2 separate regions of the Mus musculus genome follow, and region 1 is linked to region 2. A link is a contact called in public Hi-C data. All regions are on one chromosome and are shown on one strand. Each heading gives the region's core, a stretch centred on a gene start, on an enhancer-like site or on the middle of the called end of the contact. The rest is flanking DNA. Distances are from core to core; before and after follow the strand shown. Region 1 has its middle 68 kb from the start of Gm32237. Region 2 overlaps Dclk1 (doublecortin-like kinase 1).

The links. A called contact is a pair of places that touch in the nucleus more often than the background predicts.
Region 1: a Hi-C map of cerebellum shows a contact between it and region 2, with 2.5 times the contacts expected there. The contact joins two enhancer-like sites. A contact is called at or near these places in 3 of 484 Hi-C or Micro-C datasets (the N1E-115 cell line, cardiomyocytes and cerebellum).

The regions. Positions count from the first base shown.
Region 1 is chr3:56,762,698-56,769,358 of GRCm38.p6, forward strand. No RefSeq gene overlaps it. Among named protein-coding and RNA genes, the nearest start is that of Gm32237, 68 kb to the left of the region's middle. Within about 2 kb of position 4,589, at least 1 of the 459 cell types and tissues checked has an H3K27ac peak or open chromatin away from gene starts, as enhancers often do. A contact at or near this core is called in cerebellum, where this site is marked.
Region 2 is chr3:55,519,382-55,526,181 of GRCm38.p6, forward strand. The region is part of intron 16 of Dclk1 (doublecortin-like kinase 1); the gene reads left to right. Among named protein-coding and RNA genes, the nearest start is that of Gm31796, 21 kb to the right of the region's middle. Within about 2 kb of position 4,555, at least 30 of the 459 cell types and tissues checked have an H3K27ac peak or open chromatin away from gene starts, as enhancers often do. A contact at or near this core is called in cerebellum, where this site is marked.

The DNA of each region.
Region 1 (6,661 bases), core at 3,339-5,838, 1.2 Mb after region 2:
ACAACCTCTTGACTGGTCAGATCCAACATAAGAGTAATCCTTGAACACGAATCTATTTATACTCTATTGCCTTGAAGTTTTCATGCTTTTTGTCGCTCAGAGATGTTCACATTTTCTAACTGGTCTTCATAAACCGATTTCTGCCTGCCTATCAGACCTCCCCTGTCCATCACTGTCCGTATGAGCCACTGTTTCACCTTGTCACTCAGCTGTGTCCCCTGAACAGATCCCACTGTTTCTGCTCCTCCTTGGGAAATGCTTTCCCTGTCGTGCCATGATTTTCTCTGCATCACAGTCATAGGTTGATGCTGAAAAAAAAGGAAGTAAACAAGTAAAAAGTAAATGATCTCTGGAAGCTCGTGGACTCTACCATTGAAGAACATTGAAAAATGGGTGGGGAAGAAGTTGGAATGGCAGGTGAAGTAGCAGATCTTAAAGATAGTGACTTCTAATTTTGTGGGAGATGGACTGAGGCTGGATGTATGAGGACTTGTATGGACAGAATGGTGTGCCTCTGGTAAAAGTCATGGTAATCAAAGTGGATGTGGATGTGATCTTGTTGCCTAGGGAACTCTATTTGATACCAAGACTACATGGGAGAAAACCCTGATAAGTATAGAATTGGCGGATGTATATTCTAGATCAACTTTCCCTGCAGATAAGGAAACTGAGGTCATAGAGGTGAATTGAGGCCTGCCTGGGGGTAAAGTTTCTAATGAGAATAAAACAGGGGGAGGACTGATCCTAAATGAATAACTGGACAATTGTTTCTAGTTCCTCTCTTTATGAAGCTTTATGTTAAAATATTCTAAATAGTTTGTGGGATATTTGATTTCTAAATATAATATCTCAGTGCCTGTAGTAAAAGAGGAAACAGATTCCGCAATACATCCAGGAATACATGTTAGTTACACAGACAATCTAGGGGAAAATAGCATGCTAGGTCCATCACTATCAGACACTTTGGCAAATTTGTGGTTTGGATTCTGCATCTTTCCTTCTTCATTTCAACATTATTGATATTCATGAGATGCAAAGATACCAGCCCAACAGCAACTTTAAAAAAATGAAACATTTTTCCATTAATTAATGTCTACAAAGAGATTTAATGATGAAAAGTACCATTAAGTGCCAAGTATAATTAATTATTTTTTGCTCCAAGAGGCTTACGGGCCTCATTAGATACTGTTTTTAATATTCTAAAATATTTACAAAATTGGTTTAAGAAATTGTAAACACGCCAAATGAAAAGGCACTTTCCTTTCCAGGTGAAACCAATATCGAAACTGAAAGGAAAGGTATTTTGTCGGACATAAGGAGACAGACAGCTTGCCCTTTCCTGTGCCTCGGTTTCATTTGTACCCTGCTGTTCCCATACACCGAAGCAAATTCCTACTCAAGTTTTTGGCATGAATGTTGATCTTTCCAGATTAACTCACTGGAACCTGAGTCCCAGCTTTGTCTGCTTTCAATTAAGCTGCCACCTCATTTGGGGAAAAATGGATCCCAATTTTTTTCATGTTTCAGGATGAAGAATACAGAGATGTTTGTAACCACTAGGGTAGATGTAGGTGGGCATCAGGTTCTACCTCCGGTCCAGATTGGTCTAGAACATGAAGTGTAATGAGTGGATTTGGTCAAATACTTCCTTTGATGCATACATTAGACCTGGTTCTTCAGAATATGTTACCTCCCTTGTTACTAATTCATTGTTTGCCACTTGTCTTCAGTTTCCATTAAATACAACCTTAACAACGTATGCAGTTACCTTTGCCCATCAAGGAACTAGGTATGTTCTAGGGACTGCATTCCTTGTTTTTATGTTTAGCTTCCTGGGTCTCTAAATACTGGCTTGGATTCAGCTCACACAGATGGCTGATCCCCTAAATCAGAGGAGTGTGATGCACGATCTCCTAACAGTCCTTCAAGTTGCTGCTGCCTTGTGAAGAGCTCATTTCCGGGGAGTCCAAATAGTTATATTTCTCCCATGCTACATACTCCACAATTACATTATTTCTCTAATTATGCTTGATGACAAAATTATGAAAATTATACCTGATCTAAACCAAAATAAAACTTGTAGCACTAGGGTGATTTATAAATGGGACATTTTATACTCTCCTGAGGGGTGGGAATTTGCTAGATCTTTCATTAAACCTAAGGTAGTAACTTTTGGAACCTAATGGTTAAAGCTGTAGTTTCGTTTGTGTTATTGAGTATCCTATCGGTTACCCTAAGAGTAGGCTGTAAGAAATGACACTTCTGTTATTTTTTCCCCTTATTTCCTCTCTCCACTACTTCCTTCTCCACCATCCCTTTCTCACTCTCTTCTTCCCTTTTTCAAACCTTTATTTTCATTTCCCACTTTCTCCCCTCTGCCTCTACTTTCCATTTCTACCCTCTTCATCTGAGTTCATTCAGCTTTCTTCGACTTAATGTAGTTAAAGATTTTGGAAAGAGCAAGGCAGGGTTTAGAGAGGAGTTTAACCTATCAATGTTTCAGTTGAAGGCACAGGCATTAGTATTGCTTAGGGTGTATTCATGAAGTTCCAGGGGGATTGTCTTCCACTCTCGGTCTCTTATCTTAACCAAAAAGTTTACTATAATGCACAGGAGTAACATTTCCTACAAAATGTCAAATGGACTCTTTTCTACATGTAGCTATTTTTCAGGTCATGACTGGTTGGCCTTCTCATTAGTCAGGGAATTCTGCGAGACTTGATTATAATCAGCAGTTCTTCTTACCTCACATTTATTCTCACTCCCTCCATCACATGAAGTTGGCCAAACCCATGAGGAACTCTCTATTCAGGACACACCTCTATATGCTTGAATGGTGCCCTTCCAGGATGTACTCTGTATAGGAAAGTATGAGGATTATAATGGTTGTTATGACATGAGACATGGTGGACATTTCCCTGTTCTCTGCGAGTACTCCTGTCCAGAGTCTGAAATGTCTCCCTTAGATGTTCCATTTTGGGATCTCTCTTACTGATCCTGTTATGTCCAAGGGGAATGATCTACTCAACTTATTCTTTGCAGATATGAGGAACTCATTACCTCTTTTCCTCTTAAGACATTAATAGTTTTGAAGCTCTCTATAGGATTTCTATATGGAAAGTGAAATGACCCCGCCCCCCATGTAAAGAGAGATTAGAAATTTACACTAAAGATAGACTACCATTTTATAGAGTCAGCTTTTATCTGAGGATTTGGCGTCTTGCTCATTGTCTTGGTTAGATGAGCCACTGCTATTGCCACACTATTGCTATTTTTGTGCTTTGAGATCAAGGTCTCCCAGTCTCATTACTTTGGCATATGGTTCCCTGAAAACTATTGCTGTCTGTGCAGGGGACTGTTCATTATTCAAACAAGCTTTTTTCCTTATTATCTTTTGTAAGCATCAGATGTACTTCCTCGGGGAAAGTGATCTATTTAATGCTGCTACAGATCCTACCCCTGTGGTTCAGCATAGGCTGAGCCTGGATATGTTGTTACTTTCTACCCAGATATATTGAGATGGGAAGGGCATCACTGTGGATTTCTCTCCAGCATATGCAGGTGTGTACACTCTCTAGGCTGAACTTACCTTCCCAGGGTCATAAGGGAATAATTTTTCTCCCTGACACTCCCAGTTCTTTGTAATTTTTCTATCTGGTAATCCTATGGACCACACATTTTGTTGAGAGGCAGGTAAAACATAAAAAAATTATCATCACTAGAAATGAGAAGATTTAAATGTAAGCAATATTACCATTAGGAAAAGACAGAATCTTTTTTTTTCATGTGTGAATAGCTGATGTAATGGAACAAGGTGCCTCTTTCTGTGTATTGCTACGCTAGCTTATTTGAACTGAGCAAAGGTGCTTTAGACTAATTTTGGAAACTTCAATATGGCAATGTGCTAAATTTTAATTATTTCACTTCCTGCTTGTTATATTAATGTTGTGATTGCCCTTGAAAGAGTATGACCTATGATGATTGATGTGAAATGCTGTCAGCTCTGCAGCTCCATCAGTTTCAATTAAAACAAGCCATGGAGAAAGTGCTCAGTCTCTGGAGTTTGTGACACTCAGGATCATTTCAATTCATTTACCCAAAGCATTACCTCTGTGTTTCCTTCTGGGTCTGCCTCTACTATAGCCCAGCTAGCCATGGGGAGAGGAAACTGCCCAGATTCACTCTGCTAACATTGGACTCAGAAAAAATCAGCAAGAAAAATGTATTTGCATGTTTCATCTCTACTTCTCAGATGATGTAGGACATTGGGGTCCATACCCACCCACCCCATTTTTTGAGCTCTTAAGGACTAAACGGGCCCAAAGAAACTATCAAATGGTTACCAATTTCTGATTTCAATGAACAGCACTTTATCAGTCTGTGGCATTTGATCTGTGTTCATGGGGAGTAGTTCATAAAGCATGTGTGTTTTCCAGAGATGAAGTACTGGCTTCAGAGCTCATTAATCTCACTGACATCCACTACGATGATGTCACAGGGCTTTTCACCATGTGTCTCCAGGATCCAGGCACTTTAATTACCAATTTGGCTACAAAGCAATTGAAATCTCCTCTCTACCTGGCAGCCCTTCCTAAATCTAGGCCAAACAGTATTTCTGGCTTTGTCTGCCAAGTCCAATGGGGCTCTTCTTCCTAAGTACTGCAGAGAAAAGCAGCCCAAACTGATTTCAGTGGTGCTTCCATTTTAATCTCCTTTGGAAATCCTTGACCATAAACCGTTTGATTATAAAGTCAAGGGAGGCCAAGCTTGCCAACATGGTGACTGCACGGCTCCCTGAACAGCTTGCCAAGAGCTGGATCTGTGCTCCAGCAAAGATGGTAAGGTTCCTCCCTTTCCTTCTCTTGCTACCTCCTCCCTAACACAAGGTATACGACAGAATCATAGAACTACAGAACTGGTAAGCCAGTCATTATCTTGGTCCTTTCATGGTATGAAATGTACAGTCTATATTTCAGGTCCATCTCCTTCCTCTAGCTCCTCACTAGACACTGGATAAACACACAGAGACAGAGAGCCTCACCACCTCAAATTTTGTCTAGATGCTCTTTTCGTTTGCCCTAAATTGCTTTCTATAGTTGTAATAAACACCATGACCAAAAACAACTTGGGAAGGAAATAGTTTATTTTATCTTACAGCTTATAGGTCGTCATAAAAAGGAGTTCAGGCAGGAACTTGGAGGCAAGAACTGAAGCAGAGGCCATGGAGGGGCCATGGAGGAGCCATGGAGGGGCCTCACTGGCTTGCTTCCTCTGGCTTGGTCAACCTACTTCTTTATGCACCAAGGATGACCTGCCTAGGGGTGGCATTGCCAACAGTGGGCTGGCCCTCCTCCATCCACATACCAATCTGATGGTGGTTCCTCAATGAAGTTTTCTCTTATAAGGTGACTCTAGTTTGTGTCACATTGACAAAAACTAATGATTACAGGACTCAAAAGGCCTTACTCTTTTTTTTTTTTTGAATAATCATTTTGAATTTTAGTTTCAGTCCTGGTTTGTGAACAAATGGTTCTTTCTTAGATGTCCTTGACAATCCTATTACTTTTCATCCTTATTTGCACACGTCCTTCGTGGTGCGATGTATACCACGAATTGAGAGATTACTTGTGAATTTTCTGACTGTCTTGCTCCAAGGAGCCTTCTATCATATCATGCTCAGCCTGGAGCATGATATGGGATGGCAGTGTTACCAGCATCTTAGTCATCTATGACTTTAATCATCTATGTTCAAGAATATCATATTTCAAGCTGGTTAAAACCACTATCCCCTTATTCAATAGACACCTATTTATTTGACACAAGTTGAGATTTTTCTCATTCAAAACTGAACTCTACAACGTTCTGAAATCTGAGAACTTGTGCATTGACTTCATGCTTAAAAAACTATATATTGGGGCAAATGTATTAATAGCTGGCCCACTAGCCAAGAATCTGAGGAGACCGGGGAAGCCTATAGCTAATAGAACTGACAAGTTAGTTCAATTTTTCACTTTTTATTTGTTAAAAGTCTATTGGCTTTTACTCTTTTTGGAGGAAAGTGCTAAACATATAAAACTCTTACAAATATTCCCCAAATCCAGAAAACTCCATCTTCAGAAGTAGTTCCTGGTCCAAAAATTTCAGATGAGGCTCTTTAATCTGCATATGCAATCCATTCACCAACAGGAATTGATTCAGATTGTTGCTGATCATAGAATGCTGGGGCACAATGTGGTTACCCTAAATTTTTGATCCTTGGTAGTCATTTTTAAACACTGATACCTGTACTCTAAGGAAGTTGATACATGTGGTTGGTGAGTGTGACAAAGATTAATGTGCAGCCCTGTCCATCACTACTTCCCTGGTCAAGATGTCAGGGAATATCTATTAATAGCTGGCCCCGTATCCAAGAATGTGATGAGACCGGGAAGCCCATAGCTAATAGAACTGACAAGTTAGTTTAATTTTTCACTTTCTATTTGTTAACCAGACTCTCTTTATATTTATCATATCCAGTTGTCTTTTGGGTAGAAAATTATTTGCAATATGATCTAATTTTCTTCTTGTATTCCATCCTTTTTTGAGATTGGATTTTAATTACATTTCTTCCTTTCCCCCCTTTTCCAAGACCTCCAATATATTCCTCTCCACTTCAATTTTA
Region 2 (6,800 bases), core at 3,305-5,804:
TATGACTACAAAGCAGTACTCTTTTGTGAGACAGGACTTTAGTGGAAGGTGAAATAAATACCTTTTATAAATGGTATAGTCTACAGAGGCCACTTGACAATTTAATAATTCTGGTTTTATTCCCCCATGATAAGAATGTCTTCAACAAATATAACATGGTGATTACTTCTGTTTGATGAATTAAAGTAAAAAATAAGTTTCCTTCAAGCAGATTTTCCCCCTCTGAGCAAATGTATGTTCCTGGGAGGCTGAGGCTATGAAATTGACTTTAAATTGACTTTATCTTACATAGTTTTTTTAAAATTATGTGCACTCCTGGAATTTTTTTAAAAAATTAGATTGGAGTATCAGTTTGTAGATTTTTTTTTCCTTTTCCTTTTCTGGAAACAAATAGGTATGGCATTGGTCTCTATGCGGGATTTGTCTTTCTTTAGTGAGAAATCTACCTGGCACAAAGTAGCAATGGTTATAAAGGAGTTTATGGCATACTCTGTTTCTTGAGAGACACAAGAACAAAGGTGCCTATGGGCTCAGCAAGCACTCTCTGCTCACAAGTGCCATTCCTGAAACACAGGAGACCCCCTGGTCTGAACCACGTGATCTTGTTCGTGTTGCCCCCTCTGCTGCCTTCTTTCTCATTCCAAACATTATTGAGACCAAAAGAAGGCTACAAGATGGCTTCATACAAAGGCTCCACAAGGGTCCCAAGTTGGCTGGGAGAGTAATTATCAACTGGAGCTCTTGGGAGTCATCGGGCTGTTCTGAAAGGAGGGAGGTTGATGGAGCGTCATTGAGTCGGGTAGTGTGGTCAGTGGAGCATCCGAGGCTGTGCATGAAACTGAGATAGATATTCTGTCTCTAAGGTTTCCATTGTCCTGCCAGCTTTCATAGCAGTTGGGCAAGTGGTGGTGGGGGGAGGGAGAGAGAGAGAGAGAGAGAGAGAGAGAGAGAGAGAGGAAACAAAAGGTTATTAAAATACAGTGTATAGACACGAAGTGGAATTAGAGATGACATTCTAACGGTGGCCTCTCTGAGAGCGGAGGGGGGAGGGGCATGATTAGATTTGTGCAGCTTGATGAAAAACCCATGACTAAGATGCCACTTTCAATTTTTTTCCCCATTTAATGCTGTTTATTGTTTTAGTTGATAATTTTCCTAATGCTTTAACATTGTCCTTTTGAATTTTGCTCATGCAAATAGAGCATTTCAGTCTAATTGAACAAATCCATACTAATCAGCTAGTAATTGTGGTACTGGAAAGCCGGGTTCAATAGCCCTTGCTTCCTGCTCTCTGGCAGTCTGCCTGTAGATGGCACTAGAGAACTAGTAACTGGTCGCCCTCTCTGTGGCCAACCTACCACCTTCCAGAGAGCAAGGGTGCTACAATTTTCTTTTCATAAAAGAAAAGAAATGATACATTTTTGAAGATTAAAACCTCATGTTGCTTTCTCCAAACGCTAGGATAGCCTAGTTTCCAATCAGAACACCGAATCTCAGAGTGGTTCCTAGTTTAAACGCCTAGGACCCTGGCGTGTTTTTGAAATGCCTTTTGTGCATTAGAAGTAGAATCTGTCAGGAGCGTCAAATCAGTGAGACACTTGAAAAGACTCCAGAATCTCTCTTCCGAAGCAAGGTGCATCCTCGGTGGGCAGAACAGGGCTCAGGCAAGCAGCAGGGCTTAGGAGTTGAGGCTTTTATTCCCAGGTAGCCAAAAGCTAACATCTTATTCCAGAATGGACAGTAGTGGGAACTTAACCTGTGTAGTATTTACTGTGTCTTTTGTTAATGCTAAGCACTTAACTGTACATACATGCTTTTTAATGTACATGGAAAGCTTTTCTGTGTTTCTATTTCATTTTATTTTCCCAGAGAAACTAAATCTTCTTTAGTTCAGGAGTATTATTAGATAGATAGATAGATAGATAGATAGGCAGACAGATAGACAGATAGACGTAGATGTAGATATAGGTCAACTCTCTCTTAAATCTAAATGCTTATGATTTTTGCCTCATTCCTTTCCTCTTTTGTTTCATAATTATAAAGCTGAAACAAAAAATGAGTTTAAGCCTACTGGATCTTACTGGGAGGGTGTTCAATCTCTGTATTCACAGTGACTAACAATGATTTCAGTTTAACCATATATTTTCTACTGTATAACAAAAGGAGAGGTGTTTACATATCTTTTGAAATTGAGGGCATGGTTAAATGTATAAACATTAAAAAACCTGATTGACAGACAAGTCTACCCTATGAAATTGGCATTCAGGATACTCGTAAGGGTCCTGTGTTTCTTTATTTTTATTTTACTTTCAATGTGCAGATTATGTTATTAGCTAGCTGCTCTGCAGGAAAGGCCCCATCACTGTGTGTGCGTGCGTACGTACGTAGTTAATGAAGAGCGTGGACTGGAGTCTTAATTCTGGAACACAATGTTGATCCACTGAGTTGCCCCATTTCTCTCTGCTCAGCTGGACCACGGGTTTACCATCAAGAGATCAGGGTCTTTGGACTACTACCAACAACCAGGAATGTATTGGATAAGGTATGAGATGGTGCAGCTCAACAGTCAGTGTTTCCATGGCAACGTGCTGGCAGTCTCCATTTACCAGTTCCTTCAGTGGATAAACATGTTTTTGATTTGTTACCCAGTCCATATGCTGCTTTATCGGTTTCATTTTAATCTTGATTGAGATGCCACACCCCCTCATTCCTTTTTTTCACCCATTCTTCACACTGACATTTGCCGGCTTTCTTTCCATCGCACATGCTCAGTATCGATTTCCCCTTACGGTTAAAAGGACAGTATATTCCGTGCTGATGCCAAAGCCTTTGCCTGTTGTTGCTGATTGCAGCAATGATGTTTCCAGTGCTCTCCTGCCCTGTAATAAATGGAACTACAGCAGCACTTCAGTGTGTGTTCTATAGAAGTATATACTGTCATTTTAAAGTTACCCAGCCCAGCCTTAACCTTCTCAGACGGTGAGACAATGCATTTACACCTTAGCAGTAGAAATGCCTCCCAATACAGCGGGCTACAGAATGCATTGTGTGTGTCAGTAAGCTTGTGTTTTCAAGTTCTCCACCTTTTCGTTTTGTTTCTGTTTTACCGTTCCCTTCCCCCTCCCTCTATGTACTAGCTCCTGCATGAATTTACTTTCTGAATTTTGTAACTGTCAGATTCTTTAGTTGGCTTCTCTGCTTGAGCAAGGGGGTCGATGGGAAGTGTGACTTTGTTTAACCAGCTTATGAATTCTGTCCCCTCGTTTCCGATTCCAGTCAATGGCGCTGGCGTCTCCTGCCAGGGGCATTGTGTGTGTATCTCTCTAGAGTTACCCACAAGCGTGATGGCTTGCGATGGTTTGAGACATGAACTCTGAGAAGTTCTAGGGAACTTCTCTTCACCTTAATGTCTCCAAAATGATCTCCAGGTAAAAGCTCCATGTTATAGCACTCACCAAGGAAAAAGCACCCCGAGCTTTGGCATTTGTTTTTCAAATAATAGAGTCTGTTGGTTGGCGCAGCACAGTATCTGCCTGACACCATTTCATGGATCAGACTGCCAAGTTTTACCACAAAAAAATTATATATATATATATGTTCATGTGTATATAGATACATATATACTTTATATATTATAATACATATACATTTCCCCTTTGATTATTGCTCCTAATTATTTTTTATAATTAGGGTCTCAAAACAAAGGGCTTAGAAAAGCAGAATATTCAGACAAATAACCAAAATCATGATCAAAGTCATGATCGTTTCTAGGTCTGCTTATAATAGGAAAACACCCTGGCTCGGTGAGAGGATTTCCCAGAAAGGGATCTTTGTGCCTTCAGGATTGGTCCAAGGGAGGGGATCCCACATCTAGTGTTTCATTTACCTAAGCAAATTAGCTCTGGGGGAGGGGGAGTTAATTATGATTCGCCTGCACACAGACCCAGCTTTTGACTTTCCAGCACTGAAGAGAGTGCAGCAGGGTACACAGTTCACAAATGCTGATCTCCCCAGTGGACCGCCCATGCTGTGCACACTCAGTGCCCTTTCCAGTGCCCTTTCAGGGCCTTTCCGGAGTGTGGCTTTGTGCCAGGGGCAAAGGCTAAGCAGAAGTCTACCTGTGGTGATTAGCCTTGCTCCCTTTCATACTTTATGCAAATCGAGCCGTAGTGGTGGATGCAGCCTTTCTTACCCTGTGTGTCCTGTCCTGGGGCGGATCAGCCAGACGTCTACATGTAGAATTGATAGATGGTGAAAAACAGGCCTCAAGTGTGTCTAATTACATCTGGACTTATTTGTATTCTTTTTGTTTTTTTTTTTTAAAGCATCCATAAATTCATCTAATCTCAGAAAAAGGAACATTCTGAGGAATTACAAAACTTATAGAATTAAGGGTAGAAGCAAAGTGTCAAGTAAACACAATAATTAATACACGTGATCCAGTATTAAAAAGACTAACTGCAAGCCTAGCGACAGTCCCCATCGGCAGACAAAATGACACATCCCTGAGTAACGGGCGGGAGCAGATGGGAGATTATCTCTTTCTTCTTCCACACATAAACCGCTCTGCTTTCCAGCTGGGGGCAGTAACAACAATGTTTATAGTTACTGCTGCACTAAACAGCGTACACAGTATGTAAAGCTAAACTGGAGACATGACACTAAAATCTCATTGCCGTCTATGCTTAATTAGGAAGTTTTATAATGCCATTTAGCCCCAGAATGAACACGCTCTCCTCGCTGATCACAAATGCTTCCCTTTTATCTCCACGGAAGTGGGAGCATTCATTTACCCACAGTGGCAGGCCAACTCCTCAATATAAACAATCGTTGACGGCAGAGGACCCCAGTCCCAGCGCTTGTGTTTGTAAGTGCTTGTGGCTGTTCACACTGTTCTGGGCAGAGTACTCCTGGGTCCCACTTGCACTTACAAAGTATCTCACATGAGGGTGTCAGCTGCTAAAACCGGCTCCTTGCAGTGCCCCAAATCAGTGAGGACTTCTTAATAGACATTTTATCGATCATGGAGACATGATGGGATGGAGGGGGGGTGTCCATTTTCTTCTTTCTCTTTTTCATGCCCCTGATTCTTTCTCAGCAACTCTGCTTTCTACCTACAGCCAGGGCTGCATTTTCTGGCTGGCCCATTTATCCAGGAGGCCTTACCACCCAAAGCCCAAGCCCACAAGCTCGCTGGGCTATTCCATGCCCCCTGAGGCCTGAAACATTGCTTCTCCCTGCTGCAAGTCACAAGAAAACACACCCTGCTCTAAACCTCCCTCCCCGCTGCCAAAGTGGGTCTAGTTGCATCATTTCTACCTCTCTCAAGTGCAGATGTCCCCCGTGGCCCATATCATGGCCGAGAACACGCAGAAGAGACTTCTGCATCTGAAGTATATGCAGACCATCAGGACCGTGACCAAAATGAACTAACTTGGTTAATAAAAACAGAACCAGCCAAACAAACAAACAAACACAGGAGGCCAGTCCTTTGAAAATGCTAAATAGGATGAAGCATGGAGGTGAAACAGGACAAAACTGGTTGGGTTCCCAGGCATGACATGACTAAAATGTGCATACTGGTTTCAAGCCCCTCCTGAAACAGTGAGTAATGAGGCAAACCCTGGCAGCCAGGCGCTGGCTTTGGGAGGCTATTAAATGCCGTCATGCTTGGCTGTTAAAAGGAACGGAGTCTATTAAGTGTATCTTGCTGGGTGCAGTTTGAAAGAGGTGTCCCTATTGAAGCCAGATAGTGCCCTCAGCACACTGAGATCTCTGCCCAAGGAGGCCTGCTTTGTGGCCAGTTGCTTTGACCTTGTGCTGAGTGCCAGAGGCTGCCAGAGGCAAGCAGATAGCATGGGATTGACCGCTCCTTCTAGCTCCCATCGCAACCCCTGGCTTCTTCTGTAACAAGGGGGGTGGGGGTGGGGTGGGGGGGGTGAGTTTAGAGCATCCAGCAAGTCACAGACAAATTTCAAAACCAGTCAAACTTTGGTGACACTTTTGGCTTCCAGAGGACAGTGAGCATTGGGTCCAGCAGTTGTCCCTTAATGTCCCCTGAGTGATGGCTCAGGCCAGGTTCAGAAACCCCAGAGCACTTGATAGCTATTGCTGTGGCAAAAAAAGTCAGGAATAGCTGAGAGTGGTAGTACATGCCTTTGATCCCAGCACGTGAGAGGCAGAGGCAGGTGGATCGCTATGAGTTTGGGTCCAGTTTGGTCTATGTAGCAAAATCCAGACCAGCCAGGACTCTACAGTAAACCTTGCCTCAAGAAAAAAAATAATAATAAGTTAAAAATATATAAATGAAGCACAGGAGAACCACCTGGGCATATTTCACCCAGCCACACCGCTGGCTGTTTCCTTTTGATTTTGTTTCATTTGGTTTTCAGAAGCCTCTTGTGAGAGAATTTCAACATCATATATATGCCTTTCTGTAACTTCAACATGTATCTAGAAATAAGAGAAAACCACGAAGCCTAAGTCCTCTCCCAAGTGGTATGAATTGAAAAGAGAGTCTATTCCTTTCTCTGGGGTTCTGGACAATTCAGTATCTGCTAAATACTCTTTGGTAGCTATTTGTACTTCACTGTCCTTCTTTTAAACTTTTTTTTAAAAAGCCTCAGTGATGTTTAAAATGTTGTCCTTGAGAAGAGGATTTGCATGCTGCAACACATGAGTGGAGCCTAGCCTTCTTCCTGTTTTAATTTTAAAGTTTTATTAGAATACAGCTACATCCACTCATTGTCATGTTGTCTGTGGCTCCTTACGCCCTATTGTGATAAGCTGTATCAGAGAAC